Linked DNA regions of Oryctolagus cuniculus: region 1 is linked to region 2. The links are chromatin contacts, called in public Hi-C maps. All regions are on one chromosome and are shown on one strand. Each heading gives the region's core, a stretch centred on a gene start, on an enhancer-like site or on the middle of the called end of the contact. The rest is flanking DNA. Distances are from core to core; before and after follow the strand shown. Region 1 overlaps STK4 (serine/threonine kinase 4). Region 2 holds the start of WFDC5 (WAP four-disulfide core domain 5).

Evidence for each region. Hi-C and Micro-C count contacts between places; a contact is called where the count stands out from the background.
Region 1: a Hi-C map of an unstated tissue shows a contact between it and region 2, with 2.6 times the contacts expected there. The contact joins the enhancer-like site here to the promoter of WFDC5 in region 2. A contact is called at or near these places in 3 of 6 Hi-C or Micro-C datasets (ear pinna, psoas muscle and an unstated tissue).

The regions. Positions count from the first base shown.
Region 1 is chr11:14,118,854-14,125,061 of mOryCun1.1, reverse strand. The region is part of intron 10 of STK4 (serine/threonine kinase 4); the gene reads left to right. Among named protein-coding and RNA genes, the nearest start is that of KCNS1, 41 kb to the right of the region's middle. Within about 2 kb of position 2,706, at least 1 of the 8 cell types and tissues checked has an H3K27ac peak or open chromatin away from gene starts, as enhancers often do.
Region 2 is chr11:14,064,786-14,070,121 of mOryCun1.1, reverse strand. It overlaps WFDC5 (WAP four-disulfide core domain 5), which reads right to left and starts at 3,133. Exons shown (of 4, transcript XM_008274755.4): 1 at 2,968-3,133. The coding sequence starts at 3,049.

The DNA.
Region 1 (6,208 bases), core at 1,457-3,956, 55 kb before region 2:
TATTGGGTTAAATTGGTTATACATTTAAAATTGTAAAACATATTGTCAAATTTCTCTGCTATTGTATGTAAATTGCCAATTTGTGTTTTTTATCTAATTTTTTCAGTTTTCCTTATTGATTTTAAAAAGTTCGTCATGTATCAAATAAGATTATAAATCTTTTAACATGTGATAAAGATATTTTCTCAGCTTTTGAAAACTTTATATAGTGTCTTAGACATTTTAAGTTTTTATATATTTCAATTTATTAGCTTTTCCTTTGTGGTTTCTGGAATTTTATGTCATGCTTAGAAGTTTTTCACATCCTAAAATAATAAAAATAGTAACTTCTACTTTGTTTTAGAATTTCTTTTTTCTTTTTCAGTATTTAATCCATCTGGAGTCTGTCTTGGTATAGAGTGGGGCAGCCATCCGGCTTCATATTTTTCTAAACAGGCAGCCACTTTTGCTAACAACCAAGGATTGTAAGAATTCATAGTTAATTTGGAATTACCAAATCTTGATAGCATCTAGTATCCAAAAGAAGCTTGTTTTTACTGATAGAAAGTTTCCACTTTACACTCTGACTTTCAAAATTGTTCTGCCTTTAAAACCTCCCCAAAGGAACTGCGAACAGAGCACCATATTGGTTTTGGCATTAACTTTAATGCATTTCAAATAAGCTGATTCTACAGAATTCGATCCACAGTACTCCTATGTCTTGATGCTTTTCTGCCAAGCAAAATTGATTATTTCTAACCAAAAGGCCTTCAGTGCTGAACTGAAAAAAGAAGTGAGGCAGGCCTCCTAAGGCTGACTGTGGATTATATAATTTGGCGTCAAGTACAGCGCTTTTTGTTCCTCTCTTAAATTTCTGTTCTCTAGGCTCCATGTGCTGGGGAACTTTTGGGGATTCAAAATCAGATCCTTTCTGTCCAACTTTAGTAATTGTATCTCTAATTTTTTTTTTTGATAGTCTGATAGGTCTTTTTGGTTGTTTTTGATAGTCTAATACTTAGGGTCTTTTTTGACAATTATTCCTATCTATCTTCTATATTGTGGGTTGATTGTGTATTTGTTATGCTAGTATATTTTCAACTACAGTGATAGTTTGTTCTGCCATGTGGACTCTTTTTATAGTGTCAGAGGCGTTCTTAATTCTTCTATTTTGAATCTTTTTAAAATAAGATTTGTTTATTTACTTGAAAGGCAGAATTATAGAGAGAGGGAGAAGGAAAGATAGAAGAGATTTTCCTTCCTTTGGTTCACAGAAGATGATCAAAGGTTGTTGGCTGCAATAACCAGGGCCAGGCCAGGCCAAAACCAAGAACCAGGAGCTTCTTCTGGGTCCCCTATGTGGGTACAGGGCCCCAAGGACTTGAGCCATCTTCCACTGCTTTCCCAGGTGCACTAGCAGGGAGCTGGATTGGAAGTGGAGCAGCTGGGACTTGAACCGGCACCCGTATGGAATGCCGGTGCTACAAGCTTAACCCACTGTGCCACACATCCTTCTAGATTATGATAATGTCCTTTAAAGTATATTTTATCATTGAACCTTGTAGGGAGGGAGATAGAGTCTGCCGCTGTGGTTGGGATGCAGCATACACACTGCCATTAGAATCCCTGGATCATTCTGCCAGGGTTCATAGCGGGTCTTCTGCACCTGCTATGTTATCTTCTGTCACTCATGGATAGAATCACATCTAACTCAGGACTGTTATGAGTATCAAATGAAATAATAAATGCAAAGCATTAGGCTAGCCCCTGTCCTGCAGTAAACACTTAATAAATGTTATTTTCTCCTCCTCTTTTAGGTTGTTTGCTCTTCTATGATGTTATAATATTATTTTCCTCTCCTTATAAACAGAATCCATACAAATTATAGAAGGTTTAGAGACTGAAGAAGCTGAGCGATAAAGTGTTCCCTACAATTGTGTCACCCTGAACAGTAATCATAACTTCCATTTTGACATATTTCCTCCTATATTCTTTTACACAGCTGAGGTCATTATGCATGTACAGTATGTCTTGATTTCTTTTCGTTTCTTTATTGTTAAAAATAGTTAAAACCATTTTATTATTTTGACTGAATCATTCTCTTTTGCTCTGATATTTGGTATTTGGAGCATTTCTGGTTGGAATTAGGCTTCTTTCTAAGTTACTAAGTCAGGCTTGCTTCTCATCAGTGAGAGGTTTTAGGTGTTGGCTTTGCTTTTATTGTTGTGGTTGTTGTTTTGCTATCGAGTGTGTGAATTAGCCGGGATTTTAACTACCAAAATCCGGTGCTCTCAGATCCTTCCCAGCAGCTGTCTGGACCATCTCCCTGCTTGTTTCCCTTTTGAACCTTTTTCTGGTGGGTGAGTGGGGACCATGATCTGCTGCAGGTCCCTGACCTGGCAGTGCCTTGTGAATGCCCAGGAGGTGGCCAGAATAAATGCTGCTTGCCTGTTTCTGGGTCTTTGCTGGGCTAATCACGCTGAGCGGTTTCTGGTGAGAAGACTTCTAAATTGTCCTTGACAGGGAACGCTATTTCTGTTTCAACTTTCTATTTTTCCTGTAAAGCTGGATTTAAAGTATGTTGAGACTGAATTCATTTGTACTTTGGAATATAATGAGATCTTGTACTCTTTACTTTCAGAAAACCAGCCAAGAACAGCATTCTGAAAAAGACATATGTATCCAAAATTGCCCGGGGAGCGTGCTGGGTAGATACGCTTTCTGAGAAACCACACGGCAGATGAATGTCCTCTTTGTCTCAGAAGCTGCGGGAGCCTGGTTCTGCTGATGACTCTCACTGGCTGCTTGGAGCTTGGTTTTTAACTCAGTTGCCGAAATGGCTCTGAGAGCATGACTGAAATGCTTGTGGTTTGTGACTTTAGGAGGTTTCTTAAAATGATATCAGCCTGTGTGAACTTGACACTGTTTTTCATTTCTTTTCTTTGGTTTTGAGACTGCCTGACCTGTGGCTGCTTTACACTCAAGGCCAGTTATTCTCTGATGTTAAAATATAGAATGACTTTTATCTCAGCTACTGAACTGAGTGCATACTGGCTCAGAAGTAGATCCTAAGAGCTGCAAACAAGTACCTTGGCACCTTAGAGCCTAGGAAGCCCTGGACTGGGGTCACTTCCAAATGGCTTCCCTGGAAGTTTAGGTGACAAACAGTCATATGTCTTGACTTCCCAGCAGCTATCCTTTCTCAGTAAGCTGTCCCAGTACAGTATCTGAGAGAATGACACTTTCAGGATTGAAAGGGAGCTGAAGGGGCGTGTATTCTAGCTCCTGCATCTCCAGAAAGAGGCAGCATCCAGCATTCTCTCGGATCACCTCTGTGCGTTTCTGAGAAGGGAGAGTTCATAAGTTGGGAAATGAGTGGTCCGTATCCTTGCTCAGCATCTCTGAAGATACGGCCGTTTTAAATTTTGGCCAGATTTGTCACTGGGGAACTTCCTCTGTGAAGCTTTGATGATTTCTCATAGAAACTGCAAAAGTGAGTTGGGATCATCTGAATTTTCTGTTTTACAGATGGAGAAAGTTGTAGTCTCTTGCCCCTACCCACTTAGTATCATGGTAATTTGGCTTGAGTAAAATTTGCCGGCCTTAGGCTAGCTCCTTGTTACCAAGGCAAGCAGCTGAGTGTCGGTACTCCCTGTACACCTGTGCTGCTCAGCACATGGGTTTTCTTGGTGTCTTTGAGCTTTGTTCTCTCTCTCTGTTTAACTGAGGTAATGAGTGTGAAAACACCTAACTAATCTTAGATACTGGGTGATGTTTCATTGAAAGTGCTGGCTCTCAAGGTATAGACAGAAACAGATTCAGTTTTAGTCTCTGTCTCTTGCAGACAGTGTGACCTTGGATAGTTTCGATTATATAAATCTTCAGCTCTCAAATTCTTCATCTAGAGCATCAGGTTAATAAATTTAGCAGTAAGGTTAAATGAAGATCAAATGAGGTTAATACATAGGAAATACTTGCTTAATACATGACCAACCAATAATGAACAGTTAATGTTTAAAAATGATCTGGCTTTTTTTTTTAACTGCTGCTATTATTATTCCTATAATCACTGCAGAACAAGGTCCTTGTCCTGTCCTGTTACGAAGGCAGTACCGTCAGGGCTTCTGCTTGCCCTCCAACCTTACCTTTCTTTGTAATTTATTTCTCTCTGTAGCACTTTCCTTGTTTTTTTTTTTTGTTTTTTTTTTTTTTTAACTTTACTGAGAAAAACAATATTCTTTGAAGCAAGCATTAGAAAAGAAAAGCAAGCTATAACTATAGATACTGCCAATTTAAAAATCTATAACTATGCCAATGGATTTAAAAAGTTAGATGAAGTCAGGATTGGAGGTGTGGGGGTAGAGGGGTGCTGACATGAATTTAGAATGAAACCAAGACCAAGGACAAAGAAGTCTGGACCCCAAGGGCAAAGCAGGGTGAGCTAGACTGTTCACAACACATACTCAAATAACAGAGCCACAGAGGATGAAAGGACCTGTGAGAACAGACACTGCCATGATAGGGGGTGGGGTGGCACACACACATCCTCTCTTGCCCTTGGAGTCCCTCTTTCCCTCCCTATTGTGAGTACTTTCAATTGTATGCAAATGTCACATTTAGTCAGAGAAAATTAGAATATTTTAATTTTCTACTTGGGCTATAAACATACATACCAAAATGTTCTGGATTTAAAATTACCTTGCATTTTTCAAATTTAAATTTTTTATTTGGGGTTTGGCATTTTGGAACTTTTCAGTAGTGAGCAAGCATGTGCATTCAGTAACTGATAATAGTATTTCTTGAAAGAAATACTATCAAAGTCAAAATAATAGCTACATTGTTGTGCTATTAACAGTCACAACTTTCGTAAGAGGAAAATGTTTATGAACATTAGAATCTCTAGTTTCAGGCAACACAGAATATGTTTGTAGACATGTATAACACATTAATCATGAACCAAACCTTCCCACGGACCCCGTTTGTGATAGATGCAAATCATGGTCTTGTCACTGCTTTCCTTATAGCTCCAGGTTGTAAGTCAGACCCAGATTACAAGAAGTTTAATTTTTCAAGTTGTTTGCTTGTTTTAGAAAACATTTAGCATGCATATTGTAAAGAGTGACTTCATACTGAAGTCAAGAGCTCTTAACCCAGATCTTACATGCTAGGAATATGGTGAGCGTACTTCCTGAACAAAAAACTAGAACACACACAGCCTTTACAAAGAGTATTCTCTCATTTGTCAATGTAAGTACATTTGAAAAATATTACCATGGCATAAATTAAGTCACATTTGATTATACCAGTTAAACATCTGTTGAATAAAGGAATATCCCAAAATATCTAAGACATATACATATTAATGCTTTTATGCTTTTGTAAGGATTAAGGATTAATCTTTTCCAGGCAGTCCTTTTTTTTTTTTTTTTTAGAATTTATTTATTTATTTGAAAGGCAGAGTTAGCGAGAGGCAGAGGGAGAGCCAGAGAGAGGGATCTTCCATCTGCTGGTTCACTCCCCAGGTGGCCACAATGGCCAAAGCTAAGCCAATCCAAAGCCAGGAGCCAGGAGCTTCTTCCAGATCTCCCATGTGGGTGCAGGGGCCCAAGGAGTTGGGCCCTCTTCTACTGCTTTCCCAGGCCATAGCAGAGAGCTAGATCGCAAGTGAACCAGCTCCCATATGGAATGCCAGCACTGCAGGTGGCGGCTTTTCTCACTATGCCATCACGCTGGTCCCCCAGCCAGTCTTAACTCAGAAAAATGAAAGCAAAAAAAATCTTTAAAAAAAAAATCTTTATTGGCCGGCGCCGCGGCTCACTAGGCTAATCCTCCGCCTAGCGGCGCCGGCACACTGGGTTCTAGTCCCGGTTGGGGCGCCGGATTCTGTCCCGGTTGCCCCTCTTCCAGGCCAGCTCTCTGCTGTGGCCCGGGAGTGCAGTGGAGGATGGCCCAGGTGCTTGGGCCCTTCACCCCATGGGAGACCAGGAAAAGCACCTGGCTCCTGGCTCCTGCCATCGGATCAGCGCGGTGCGCCGGCCGCAGCGGCCATTGGAGGATGAACCAACGGCAAAGGAAGACCTTTCTCTCTCTCTCTCTCTCTCTCACTGTCCACTCTGCCTGTCAAAAAAAAAAAAAAATCTTTATTTAGCAGTTTTGTGGTTCTGGCAGAACTAAAAGATTTATATATGTGTACACACACACACACATATACTATACCTAGATTTTGTGTTTT
Region 2 (5,336 bases), core at 1,884-4,383:
GCTTGGGCTGAATCCTGGGGAATAGACGGGGAGAGGGGCTGGGAGTCTGCAGTTCAAATGGGGAAAACTGTGACAGTCACAGTGCGGCCTGGGAATAGAAGCCTGGCGTATGCCGAGGCTTGAGAGGGCCCGAGCGGTCACGCTCATTCTGTTCGTCCGTCTTCCCTAACCTTCCCTTCACATCTAGGTCCCCACTCAGAGTTACATGCATAGAGACATGTCACACATATGACTGACACTCAGGCACACGCAGACACCCTCCTGATCCATACACCATGGATCTGTGGGCTCAGAGGGAGAGGAAACCATCCCTGGACCTGGCTGAACAAGTACAGGGACACACAGACCCAGAAGCACACACAGTCCAGATACATGGTCGCTCAGATCTATATGTGTGATTAGCTGTAGGCTTATGATTATATAATTTCATATAACCATATGAAATTTCCAATAGCTAACTGTTTTTGAGTGACAAAAGTAATTTCACTTGGTTTAACCTAATACACACATCAATATACATGATTGTTACACACACACACACACACACACGTAGAAGTACAGTCATTCGTATGAATATACACATAGTTAAGTATATATACAAACTCATGTGTGCCTACACACACAGATAGTTAATTACACGGCACTCAGACATGCGGTCCTATGCATGGGCGGTAACGAGACGGGGAGGGAGGGAATCAGGTGAGCCACCTGGGGGTAGTAAGTAGCCCCTGTTATCTCAAGACCCACAGGATCCAGGTTTGGTTGCCCTTGCTCTGAAGATAAACAAACCCCTGTCTCCCACCGCCCTCTGCCCCCCCCCCATATGAACCAGGCTCAGACCAGTTTAGGGAGCCAAACCTGACCTTGATTGACCTACAGCTTATTACACGCTCATGTAATACATTAGCATGCAAAATGGCACACCTGCCAGGTGCCGTGACAGGAAACACGGGACCACCTAAAGAGCAAGAAGGGTGCCCGGGGAATGCCCACCTTCTCCCCAGGAAAGCCGTGAGTATTCCTTCCCCTTGTTAGACTGCACCCTAACACACGCTTGCTAGAATGTACCTCCCCGTTCATGAAGGACCCAGGTGATATTAAGCAGTTCAGAGGAAGGGCCAGCTCCCCTCCAGGTAGGCCCCGTTCAGTCTGTGGAGTGCACATCTCTGCTTTCTCAGGGCAACGCTCACTGCTGGCTGTTCACTGTTCTCTGACTTGCTCGTGAATTCCTTCTTAAACTCAGGGACCCGAGTATCGAGCAGCCCTTGCTGTCTGGTGCCAGCGTGTGTGTGTGTGTGTGTGCGTGTGCAGGGAAACACACATGGGCACACACAGCCATCTGTGTACAACCAAGTGCAGAGGAAGCCCTAATACCGTGTAGCGGTTGAAACCAGTGACTTTAATTAGGCACTTGCTGTTGCTCAGGCACTGTGCCAGCCTCTTTGTATCAGAGACTCTTGACATTTGAGTGAGGGGCTGGGCTGGGCATCCACAGGCAGCAAACCACGGCTTCTCTTCCCTCTATGCTTTCAGCCTCCACGGGGTCTGAAATTCACCGAGAGCCTGGCAGATGTCTCACAGGAGAGAAGTCAGGGAAGAACACGATGTGGTGGATTAGGAGACAGACAAGCACGCAGCACTGGGAGGTCCTGGCCAGGTGCAGGCTCTGCTGGCACCTCGCTCCTGCCTCTGGGAGGTGCGAGGCCTTCCCAGACCCTCAGTAGCTCCCCCAAGTCACCCACTTATGCTGCACTTCCTGTATGCCAGGCCTTATTCCTCAGGACACCACTTACTCTCCAGAGAGAGGCAGGGAACCATATTTTACAAGAAGTAAGTGGACAGGATCAAATATCCACACTCAGATGCCACCTTGATGCTAACTGAGTCGGTCTTTGGCTTGGGCGAGTGGTTTCTCACTGTGCCTCAGTTTCTTCATCTGTAGCATGGGTGTAAAGATAGCCCTGGCCTCCTGTGTCACAGTAGGGCATCTTATCATGGTGGTGCCTGACTCACAGCCGACACAGGGCCTGGCCTTGGACTTCACCTGTGTCCTTCCTCTCTTGGCCTGGGGGTCTCTGAGCCCCCTCCTCCCTAAACCAGCTCATGATCTAGACAGGAACTTATTTCTGAGAAAGGCAAAGGCAGGGAATATGTAGAAGTCTGCTCCCCAGAGTCAGAGGGAAAAGGAGGACCTGTCCACGTTGCTGACTTCCTCCTGTGAATGGGGCCAGGGCTGTGCAGTGAATGTAGGTCAAAGCATTCCAACCCCAGAAGGGGACACAAGCCACAGCCTCACCCAGACTGGGAGACACCTGTCTGGCCTTACCTGTCCATCGGCAGGGCAGCCCTGGCCTTGTCAGGGGGAGGGAATGGGAGCAGAAGACTGGGGGAAGGGAGCAACAGGGTGTCTCCCAACAGACCCCAGATACCAGAAGCTACACCCCTACTCAACTCCAGGCCCCTCCACAGGTTGGGCTGGGGGCCAGAGAAGGCTCATGGCACCTGCCAAGTAGACCCAGTCACTGCTCCACAGGTACCAGCCATGCAACAGCAGACCCGGACAGCTCCCAGGCCCTGTCCCCAGAGGCACAGGGCTCTGTGTTCACGTGCTCAGACACACACGACTGCTGCCATTGCTAGGAGGCCACAGAGACAAGCAGGCACAGCGACATGCCGATACACAGAGACGGGTGCACGGCTTCACCACCCCACCCCACCCCGCCAAGATGTATAGACAGGCACAGGCAAGCCTGAGACACTGGCGGTAAGACATTTACAGAGAAGGATGCAGGTGGGTGGACAGGTGTCAGGATGCACAAACAAAACCACAGGCTCCTGGAAGCGCTGGGAAGCAGACACACACACGTGCACACACACACACACACACACACACTGCCGGCCTTCCTCTAAACCCCCCCCCCCCCAAAGAGGTACTGTTCTTGGAGTAGGGGTTCTACCTGCACTCACCTCCCTTCTTCCGCCCAGAGGCAGCAGGCAGCTGGCTCCCCAGAGCCAGGAGGGCCACCAGGAGGACGCTGCAGATCCTCATGTTTCTGTGCCGGCACCTAATAAGATCAGAGCCCAGGGGCCCCAAATTAACACCTACAGGCTCAGGGAGGTCACAGCCACTGAGTCAGGAGGAGGGCATGCATGGCCTGCATGCATGCGTGTGCCTGACTTATCTCGGCCCCACCCCCTGCCCAAGGGCCTCCGAGTAAATCCTGCCCGTGCAGGATATGCAGACAGGGTGGTGGTGGTGGTGGTGGTGGGGTATGGCTTGGATCAAGTCCTGCCCGCATAGCTGACTCTGCATAGCCAACTTAACTGTGATCTCGGGCGCATCTTGTCCCTCTTTGCCCTTCAGTCTTTCTCTTCTGTGTACAGGATGAAGGTTGTTGAGTCATGTACTTTAAGATCCTAAAGCCCCAGCAATGTCCTATGCAGGGGACAGAAGTCAGTGTCAAATGGCAGGGCAGTTTTCAGAGTTCTGGATGCCTAGGGAGGGAAACAGCTTTAGGGTTAGGGACAGAGCTCCCTGTCCGAGGAGGCAGGCCCAGGCTGGCACAGGGGTGAGGCCAGGCCTGGCGTCTCCTCCTGGCATCCCCTGGCTGGGAGAGTCTGGCCCTGCCTTGCTGAAGTCACCTCCTGTGGCATCTGGGAGAACCACCCTCTGCCCAGCCTGGCTTGGCTGTGGTGGTTGGTGGAACATGGTTTTGGGTTGGCTGAGCTCTCAGGCCATAGCAGTTGTAGTGGCCACTGGGACCACTTCCTTGACCCCAAGGGATCCTGAGCAGAAAGATCACATGGTCCAGGGGCCTCTGCTGTTGGCTTCTGCAGTTGGTGGAAGAGAGGCAGCGAAGGCTTAGTGTCCAAAGGGGCCCCAAACAGAAGCTCCATCAGCATAGGAAGAGAGCGAGTCTGACCTCTCAGCCCTCTGGTTTGAAAGAGGAGAAAATTGTGAACTGAGATGGGTGGAGACTGGCCCAGGGTGTGAAGCTGATTCCTGACTCAGCTGCGACTTCCGCTGTTGCTTCCCCATCAGCCCCAGTCCCTGGGTGTTGAAAGCAGAGCAGTACTTCATCGTCACCTGCATTGAGAAGGGAGGGTGACATGTGGCTTGCTTCATCCATTCCAGTCCAGGACTCCCTACCCTTGCAGCCAGAAAGTTCCTCCTTGGGTTTACCCAGATTGCCTCGTGCTGTCTTCTAAACCCTCAGGAAAAGAGGGGCCCTGTCTTGTGTGACCTCACGTTACTTTTGGAATTCTAACACCTTGGCAGATTTATTTTGGAGGAAAAATTTATGGGTGATTTTTCCCCCTAATTACATATTACACAGGCACTCTGATAAGGAACACAGACATCCCAGTGTTCTAACTGCTAGGCCAAATGCATGCCCCACAAACTTTTTTTTTTTCCTGAAAAAAAAAAAAATCAAAAAACCCAGAACCCGCTGTCATCTCTGTCTCTCATCCTGGACTTTGTCAAAGCTCCTCTCTCCAGGATTTTTAATCCATTTTCTCAATTACTGGATTTGGGATTTCCTTTGGAAGGAGAGACATGGATGTGTGAGTGTGTGTATCGGGGGGGGTGGCACCAAATTTTTGGAGTCCTTTGGAAAGTCTTTTGGCTTTGGAAATGTTGCAGATACAAACCCAGTAACTGCAGATATTGGGTGAGAAGTAGGTTCTGAGGAGAGAAATCTGTGATAGTGAGAGGAGCTGAGAGATGGACAGTATTTTGAGGAAATGAGTCCTTACCCCCTTTTTCATGACATCAGCCCACCTGTAACTTATGGTTATAAGCCACCCAGTGGAACTCACCATTCTGCTTGGGCTGGTTTGAGTTGGATTTAGGGAATTTGCTACCCAAATAGTACAGAGAGTGGGATTGGGGATTTTCCCATCCTAAAGGGTGTAAGGGACTGAGTTGAGGTCAGGTAGAGGCAGAGGGGATCCCTCCATTCCGAGAAGAGCACCAAGTCCTTGTCAGGTGGCAAAGCTGTGGTTACCATCTTACCAGTTGGTTGCTTGTGCTCAGATCATCTGTGTGGCAGGTCTGTAGCCTGGGGGTTACAGAACAAATGGTAGAATGTTGAGGTGTCTTGGCCGTTTCTTCCTCTGGCTTTTTATTAGGAAGCTTTTAAAAATAAAACTTTCCATTCCATGTTTTCCCATGAACTTTATGAAACAAGACTATGTATTTGAAAAGTAGTTACAGAGAATGGGGGAGGAGGGAGGGAGAGAGGAAGGAAGAGAGAGGGAGAGAGAGAGAGAGAGAGAGTGAGAATGAGAATCTTCCATCTGTTGGTTCACTTAACAGCTGGAGCTAGGACAGG